3 separate regions of the Mus musculus genome follow, and all the other regions are linked to region 1. Evidence: chromatin contacts called from public HiChIP or PLAC-seq data. All regions are on one chromosome and are shown on one strand. Each heading gives the region's core, a stretch centred on a gene start, on an enhancer-like site or on the middle of the called end of the contact. The rest is flanking DNA. Distances are from core to core; before and after follow the strand shown. Region 1 holds the start of Il6 (interleukin 6). Region 2 has its middle 65 kb from the start of Il6. Region 3 has its middle 93 kb from the start of Il6.

Region 1 (2,787 bases), core at 48-2,547:
AGGATTTTCCCAAGATTACAAAGTTGGTTCTACACACCCAGACCTAGGCTATTAATCTTGTTTGTGATTTTTTTTTTCCTTTCTGTCAAGCAGAGTCAAAATACTTTTCATTTAAAGATGGGAGATATTTTAATCTAGGTAGGGTTGGTTGGGTTTTTTTTTTCTTGTTTGTTTGTTTGTTTGTTGTTGTTGTTTTTTTTTTTTTTTTTTTTTTTTTGAGAAAGGATCTCTCAATGTAGTCTTGGATATCCTGGAACTCAATATGTAGACCAAGCTGGCCTCTAACTCACAGAGATCTTCCTGCGTGTGCCTCCCAAGTGCTGGGAGGCATCCACCACCATGCCCAGCCTAATCTAGGTTGTGTGTGTGTGTGTGTGTGTGTGTGTGTGTTAGCACTTTATTGGGCTCTATACAATATGCATCTTATCTGGGCTGACCCTAGAGCATCCTGATTTCACACACACAGAACTTACTACATTCAGCCAAAAAGCACTTTCTGGTCCTTGTAGACTTCAAGGGATAAATGAAGGCAAAGAGATAAGGAAAAAGGAATAATGAGGGAAAAGGAATCCCCACCTAAGAAGCAATAGCTAAATTGGAACAGAGAATGGCCCACTGTGAATTTTCTAGAAATGCAGTCACATTCTGTATCTTCCAGACAGGAAAGGAACCCCTTCCCAACCTCCACTCAAAACCAGCAAAGAGGTGAGAAAGAGAGAACACAGTCTAGTCTGACCTTTAGCTTCAAATCCTAAGGGCCCTAGATCCCAGCAGAGAATTTCTAATTCAAGAGCAAAGAGAATGAATGGACGCCCACACTGGGTCTTCATCAGTTTCACAGCCTACCCACCTCTTTTCTCATTTCCACGATTTCCCAGAGAACATGTGTAATTAAGCCTCCGACTTGTGAAGTGGTATAGACAGGTCTGTTGGGAGTGGTATCCTCTGTGAAGTCTCCTCTCCGGACTTGTGAAGTAGGGAAGGCCGTGGTTGTCACCAGCATCAGTCCCAAGAAGGCAACTGGATGGAAGTCTCCTGCGTGGAGAAAAGGGAAAACCGGCAAGTGAGCAGATAGCACAGTTGGGCGCCTGCTGCTAGCTGATGGCTGCTGGCCAACCCACAATGCTGGCTCTCTGCCTCACACTCCTCTCTCACAGTCTCAATAGCTCCGCCAGAGGGCAAGGAACTGCCTTCACTTACTTGCAGAGAGGAACTTCATAGCGGTTTCTGGAATTGACTATCGTTCTTGGTGGGCTCCAGAGCAGAATGAGCTACAGACATCCCCAGTCTCATATTTATTAGGAGTCAACTCTCTAATTTTGAGACTCATGGGAAAATCCCACATTTGATAAAAATCTTTGTTGGAGGGTGGGGGTGGGGCCAGAGTGGGTGGGGCTGATTGGAAACCTTATTAAGATTGCACAATGTGACGTCGTTTAGCATCGAAAGAATCACAACTAGGAAGGGGAAAGTGTGCTTAAGTCATCCTTGAGGCTAGCCCTAAGAAGCATGAGCACTCTTCTTTTTTTTCTTTAAAAGTGACTCAGCACTTGAGCATGTCTTGATGGGAAAGAAAACTGAAATTCACAATGTTTTATAAGGAGAAAGAGAAGCTAAAGCTGATGTTATTTAAACGCAGGCACGCGCGCATGACAGACGACACACACATACACACACACACACACACACACACACACACACACACACACACACACATGAATAAGAGGCTAGGATTCTTTTGTATGTCTGTAAGGATCTACAGATGTTCTGACCTGAGTTTTTTCAGATCATACAAAGACACACACTCCCTCTCCCACCCCCAGCACCCAACCTGGACAACAGACAGTAATGTTGCATATTGCTTGTTTTTCCTGTGTCTTGTCAGGACCAGTTGTTTCTAATGGTTTGTTCACCTCCAAATTTTGTGCAGTTGTTTCCAGGAGTTGCCAGGTGGGTAAAGTGGGTGAAGTACAGAAATATCTTCTGTCTGTTGTCAAGCAATCTTGGCTTCCAAGTCCAAGCCTATTCTCTGCATTCTCCCCAGTGGTCTCTTGGCTATCTTCTTAGTTAAGACCTTTAGTCTCTGTGAGAGTTGCCCTTATCTGTTAGTGCTGATCCCACTGCTGCCAGGACACCCCAAAACATTTCCAGGTCATGCAAGGAGGCTTGAAGGTCTGTTGCAGTCCTCATGTTGTTGAAGTTTCTTTGATTCATGGTATATGGAAGATAAAGATATCGAAGAAGGACCTCATTGTATCTTAGCTAGCTTGTGTTTGAAGCTCCCTTCTACTGGATGACAGGATTTGAATCTGAAGGTGGTACGTCTCACTCTGAATAACCCCTCCAATGCTCAAGTCTTCTAGGCTGGGTCAAACTTAAACAGACTTCTTCCCTTTGGTTAGTTTCTTTTTCAGACTAGTTCCTGGTTTTCTGTCCACCTGTCTCCAGATATCTAGCTAGCATTCAGAATGATTCCAGGCTGAAAGTAGGCTCTGTACATAAAATCCAAAACCATTTACAAAACACACTCTCAGGATCACAATCAGCTTCTTCACTCTGCAGATTGCCTTAAGATTCTTGTTTTCTTATGCTCCCATGTTTAATAGTTCAAGAATTATATATCACTAGCATAGTTTCTCCTAGAATTCAATGTGAAGAAAAAAATTACACTAAAATAAAGAGAACAGCTTTATATCTAGCAGATTAATTTATATTGAGAATGCAAAAGGAGAATATAAGTACACTCTAAAGAATGTAACCCAGTGTAAACACACAGGCGATTAGAGT
Region 2 (2,700 bases), core at 14-2,513, 65 kb after region 1:
GAAAACCGTATGAGGAAAATGCTTGCTGGTTGTGTACATGGGCTGTTCTCCTGTTCATCCTGATGTTTGCCTATTCTGCCTTCCTTGCTTCTTTCCCTCCTCTTTTCTTGTCCAGTTTCTGCTTATACTTTAAGGCTTGATAAGGTAACTCCATCCTGGAAGCCCACTCCATCCTCCATCACAATGTCTCAATAATATGATTTGTATCAACACATTAGACTAATATAGTCTGCAAACTTCTGACCAGTGAGTGTTTTGCTTAGTTTATAATTATGAACTTTGGGTCAGAATATATACATTGAGGTAGTAGAGAGCTCAGATATTAAACTATTGACTACACCAGAGGTTTCCTTCATCCGTACCTTATAGGAATAATTTGAGTGGTCTGTTAATCTACCTTCTGCTATGTTGGCAGACTTCATGATATATTGTCTTTGTAAAAGCCCCATGGTGAATTTACGTATTGAATTATCTGCCAGATTCCAGTAGCTTCAAATGATCATATCTTCATCAGACTGCCCTGGAAAATACCTGTATTCATATTCCACGGAGCCCCTTGATTTTTAGTTTGTCTATACTATTCAAGTTTGAGTACTTTACAAAAAACAAACCAATAAACTCAAGTGAGAAATCCAGTGGTGTTTCGGAGAGAACTGTGAGCATCATGAGAAGTCCTGGTGAAAGAGTCCCTCTCATCCTCAGCATCCTTACCACTGTTCTAAACTCTTCCCATGCTTCTCCCCATCTCAGACATGATGCTTAGAATAGTTTACCCGGAACAAGACTGGATGTAGAAAATGAGTCAACCCAGATAAAATGGATATATGCTTCATTATCTCTAAGTGACATTATGAAGATGTGGTATACTCCTAGCATTTAAACCTTCCTGTGTTTTCAAAAGATGGAGAAAAATGTGATTTCTCTAAGTTCTGCTTCATGGAGTCCTCAGGAAGTGGACTAAATCTTCATCTACAGATTGCAAACCCACATGTAACAGTGCAAACCAGAGGTTTAGCACTGTGTTAAAAATGTAATTTCCCCCTTTGGAGGGCAAGGGGACAGGAATGGGAGGGGTTGGGTGGGGGAATCAATGTTTAGGTCAAACAATTGAAATTGGAGTCCAATCTTCGTAATCATCACTTTCATTTCTGTCTTCTAGGGAACTCTGCAAACTAGAAAGCAGTGGAAAACACTAGGTTGCATCAGATACTGAAGAGGAACTGAGAAAACCGTGCAATAGACAGGATTGCAGTGAAATTGTGTTAAAAGCTGGGTGTTTAAAAGTAACAACTTTGAGGAACAGGAAGCCAATGGGTGCTCTAGAGTTCACTCTCCTATAATGATCTTGGCCTGTGCCAAGAGAATGATGTGCTTTGACATGCCTATTCTGGTCAGAGTACGTTTGCAGGGATAGGTTTCCACTGAAGAGATAGCCTGTGCACAGCTCCTCACATCCTTTCCAGGATGCTTCTCTGATGAAGTTGCCTCAGAATCACTCTGTGAAGCAATGCTCACAATAGATGTAACATGTTTAGAATCTCACCTTAATTCTGATAGCCCAGTACCTTCAGATATTTGTTTCTAACTTAGTGCCTAACACTAGCTTGCAGTCTTACTGTACTAGATATGGCCCAGGGGTAAAAGAAGGAAAAGATGTAGCCTCAGAGATCGCAAGGGGGAGGAACGATACAATAATGGTAGCTGACATTCAGACTGCTCTTTAAATCATAAAGGTCGGTTTCCCCCACTTTACCTTCTCAGCTTTCTGGCTAATCACTGTTATCCTTAAAAAAGAGGAGAGTGGTGTGCCTGGAGAGGTGAAGGGACTTGCCTGGGATCACATTTCAGTAAGTGAAAGATCTAAGAGTAGAAATAGTACCCTGACTCCATAGTGGGGCCAGATAGCACTGAGGGCTAGTGACTACAGTCCAATGTCTGTACAAAAGCACTTTGTCACAGCTTCCAGAATAAGATCCTCACAGGTGGCACATCAGGGAGGATGCAGGAAGGACTTCTTACTGAAGATGGTCTTGGGAACACCTGACATGGTGAGAACAGGAAATGACAAGGAAGTGCAAGGACAATACTGAAACTTGCCAAGTGAGTCACAGGAAGAAGGCAGACTTTCTGAAGCAGAAAACCATTGTTGGGAGCCATGGGAGGTAAGTCCCCGGGACACTGGAGACCATGTGTGTCAGAGCTGGAGCAGTAATACCTAGAGTTTTCTTTCTTTTCATTGCCTCAGAAAGTCCCCCAAGGGAGGGGCCACGAGCATTCCTCAGAACACACACTGCACTTAGAGCAGAAAGAATGGTCTCCAGCCAGAGATGATATATATAGAAGTTGTACTAGGGAAGTTCTTGTGAAAAGTGACCACACACTCCATTGCCCTTCGTGTTACATGTACAGACGTTGATGGGAGTCCTGACACTAAGAAACTCTTCAGAGAATGAAAATCAAGAACAAAGTTATTAATAGAAATGAAGGCTTCTAGGTGACCTTCGGCAGCTGATTATGATCTGCCTGTCTGTCATAGCAGAGGTCACTTAAATCACATTCACACGGAGCATTTCCTGTGTCTAACGCTGTCACTGTACAATCTTCAAGAGACCAGAAGAGCTAACCTTACTCTAGGAGGAAAGTGAGACTTGATACAAACTTGATCTCTACAGCTATGTAAGCACCTTCCTAAAGATCAGT
Region 3 (2,700 bases), core at 38-2,537, 93 kb after region 1:
AGACCCACAACGTGAGGACTCCCACACATTCTGACTCAGGAGAGGTGACACCCCAAATCACTCACAAGAAACGGCCTTGATGCAAACTGCAAGAGAACTTTTTATTCCAAGAGTGCTCTGGGGCCCACAGTCATACACCATGCAGGGGTAAAGGACTTTGGCACCCCAAGTAGCTGGGTAAGGGGGTACTTAAAGGAAGAAACCACAACTCAAGGGGGTGGGGAGGGCGTTGTTGGAAAATACCAAAAATACCAGTTAAGAGTCACAAGGAAGTGGAAAGTCAAGACAGTTTTCTATGAGCCTCTAACAGTAGTACACATGCGTAGCGGGTTCCAGCGATGGTCAGGGTGGGTCAGGGTGACTTTCTTTGAACGAACACTCCCTGAACCCAGGAAGTGGGTGGGTGGAGGAATGTCACTATCTGTTTTATGATTAGCATGCCTTAGAGCATTGAGTCACAAAGGTCACATTCTCAAGCCTGGGCCTAAAGGCCTAGAATTTTGTTTTTACACTTTTTCAACAGCAGTACATGGAGAAATCACTGTAAGAAGTTTGAGCTCCCACCGGGCAATGGTGGTGCATGCCTTTAATCCCAGCACTTGGGAGGCAGGGGCAAGCAGATTTCTGAGTTTGAGGCCAGCCTGGTCTACAGAGTGAGTTCCAGGACAGCCAGGGCTACACAGAGAAACCTTGTCTCAGAAAAAAAAAAAAAAAAGTTTGAGCTCCTAGTGCAAGCCTCACAGAGAGCAGTTGGTATATGGCTGTACTCAACTTTTTCAACTTTCTCCTTTGTGATGGCTTCACAATGCAAGAGAGGTGGGACATTTTATCTTTTGGTTTTTGCTTTCATAGGTCTTTTATGCCCACTCATCTGGCTGAGGCTGAGGCTGAGGCTCAGTTTACAAGAAACTACCAGTAAGGTTCAGAGTGGGAAAAGATGAGTAAACTCTTACTCTCGAGGCCGGGTTTGTGGAGGGGAAGAAAAGGGGAGATCCCCTTTTACACTATGAGACTGCATAATTTAGCAAGGTCCTATTTAACTGTTTGAGTTCCAAGAGGGAAATATGTGGTTTAGCACTGTCTGCCTTCTTTTCTCACTAAGAAACAGGGTTTGTCCATAAGTTCATTTTCAACATCTCACTGTAATTAATTATCTTCTTTCCTTAAATGCAAAGTATATGAGCTCCTGGAATAATTTGAAACATGCAGTAGGCAGAATTTTGAACCTCCATGTACATGCCCTGAATAGTATGCAGGAATATGAATATAATCAGTTTCACTCCTGTGACTAGGTTCTCTTATATGACATAGCTGACTTTTAGAAGGGAAGATGATCTAATGGCCTGACAGAAGACCTTCAGAATCAGTTTTCTGTAGCTGGTGAAGTCTTAGTCAAAATGCTGATTTGTAGATGTTTTATAGATTCAGTGAACATCAATAATCATCAAGAGATATATCTCTTTGTGGTATGCTTGGCTCTCAGTAATCAGTTGAGAATTTTTCAAGACCAAAGCCTGAAAGAATTTTGAATTTGAATTAACTTTCAAATGTATAATCATTTGGCTCCAGAGAAACAATACTAGTAGATTCATGATCTAGTTGCCCTTGGGGACCATACAGATAGATGCATGGTTCTGGGATTAATGTGAAGAAAGTAAGAGCAGCAGATACAGTGAGTGCTGCATATGCTCTGCTATCAACTATAATCTGCTAGGACTGTAACTCTGTTTTCAAAAGAACCCAAGCATTTATAAATTCAAATAAAATTGCCAGAATTATAAACATAGGTTACTAGTTCAATAATGTTTTAAGGACAAAACCAAATATGTATAGAACATGGGCCATTTTATAAGAGAATACTAGTTTCATCTCCTCCAAACCCAGTCCCCCAGTCTAACCAAACTAACTGCAGCCTCTCCTACCTCTCTGCCCCTATCTCCAACAAATCAAGCATATCTTCTCCAACCTTCCTCCTCACTCATTCCATTGTCCCAGCCCCCAACTCCAATAGGAATTCCCTGGAAACCCTTTAATCAAGCCCTTGTCAGAGAAGCAAATAGGTTAGAAAAGCAAGCAGATGAGCTTCAGATACTTACTCTCCCTGTTTCCTCCAATTCCAAACCCCCAGTCTCATGCCCCATTTCTGTAACAGACCCACCTGCTGTGGCCTCTGCTCACTCCCTGTCTCCAATACCCAGGGCACTAGCAGTGAAACATGCTTTTCCCCTCCTTCCTATGGACATCCTCACTCCCCCTTCTAGCCCACCTTCACTCCTAAGTGTCAGCTCCCTATTGCTAGAAACACATTGTACCAGGAAATCCCAGTGGTCACACCTAGCAGGATCCCAAAAGTATTTCCTACTAGGCAATACACAACCAATACACTCCACTAAAAACCAGAGAGGGCAACAGAAACCAAGGAACAATATATTCAAAGACCAAAGCGAAGACTAGATATCAGAAAGTAGAATTACAATCATCCCAAACCCAGATGCCTAGATGCCAGTGTAAAAGCACAATCAGTAGAAACCATAAAAATGTTTCCACTAGAAACAGCAATCCTACTCTAGCAGGCCTTGAGAAGTGAGGCATAGCTGAAGCACTACAAGACAAGAATCTTAAAATAGCCATATAAATATGATAGAGACTCTTAGAGAAGAAATTAGTAAATCCATTAAAGAAATCTACAATACAGAACAG

Evidence for each region. HiChIP or PLAC-seq counts read pairs in DNA pulled down with a chosen protein or histone mark.
Region 2: an H3K27ac HiChIP or PLAC-seq map of bone marrow-derived dendritic cells shows a contact between it and region 1, with 5 times the contacts expected there. The contact joins the enhancer-like site here to the promoter of Il6 in region 1. A contact is called at or near these places in 6 of 39 promoter capture datasets (the 3T3-L1 cell line, 3T3-L1-derived adipocytes, the C10 cell line and 2 more), 1 of 15 datasets of contacts at CTCF or cohesin (the NIH/3T3 cell line), 15 of 484 Hi-C or Micro-C datasets (B cells, the Ba/F3 cell line, the C10 cell line and 10 more), 5 of 115 datasets of contacts at active chromatin or transcription factors (CD8 T cells, the HPC-7 cell line, bone marrow-derived dendritic cells and 2 more) and 3 of 9 other capture datasets (adipose tissue, liver and macrophages).
Region 3: a BATF HiChIP or PLAC-seq map of CD8 T cells shows a contact between it and region 1, with 12 read pairs. The contact joins the enhancer-like site here to the promoter of Il6 in region 1. A contact is called at or near these places in 7 of 39 promoter capture datasets (the 3T3-L1 cell line, the C10 cell line, the HPC-7 cell line and 4 more), 1 of 15 datasets of contacts at CTCF or cohesin (the NIH/3T3 cell line), 4 of 484 Hi-C or Micro-C datasets (the Ba/F3 cell line, group 2 innate lymphoid cells, nephron progenitors and 1 more), 4 of 115 datasets of contacts at active chromatin or transcription factors (CD8 T cells, the HPC-7 cell line, bone marrow-derived dendritic cells and 1 more) and 3 of 9 other capture datasets (adipose tissue, liver and macrophages).

Annotation. Positions count from the first base shown.
Region 1 is chr5:30,011,624-30,014,410 of GRCm38.p6, reverse strand. It overlaps Il6 (interleukin 6), which reads right to left and starts at 1,297. Exons shown (of 5, transcript NM_031168.2): 1 at 1,201-1,297; 2 at 851-1,035. The coding sequence starts at 1,219. All of the region lies in intron 1 of A230098N10Rik (a long non-coding RNA gene), which reads left to right.
Region 2 is chr5:29,946,889-29,949,588 of GRCm38.p6, reverse strand. No RefSeq gene overlaps it. Among named protein-coding and RNA genes, the nearest start is that of Il6, 65 kb to the left of the region's middle. Within about 2 kb of position 1,263, at least 60 of the 459 cell types and tissues checked have an H3K27ac peak or open chromatin away from gene starts, as enhancers often do. A contact at or near this core is called in B cells, CD8 T cells, Kupffer cells and 3 more, where this site is marked.
Region 3 is chr5:29,918,733-29,921,432 of GRCm38.p6, reverse strand. No RefSeq gene overlaps it. Among named protein-coding and RNA genes, the nearest start is that of Il6, 93 kb to the left of the region's middle. Within about 2 kb of position 1,287, at least 12 of the 459 cell types and tissues checked have an H3K27ac peak or open chromatin away from gene starts, as enhancers often do. A contact at or near this core is called in CD8 T cells and group 2 innate lymphoid cells, where this site is marked.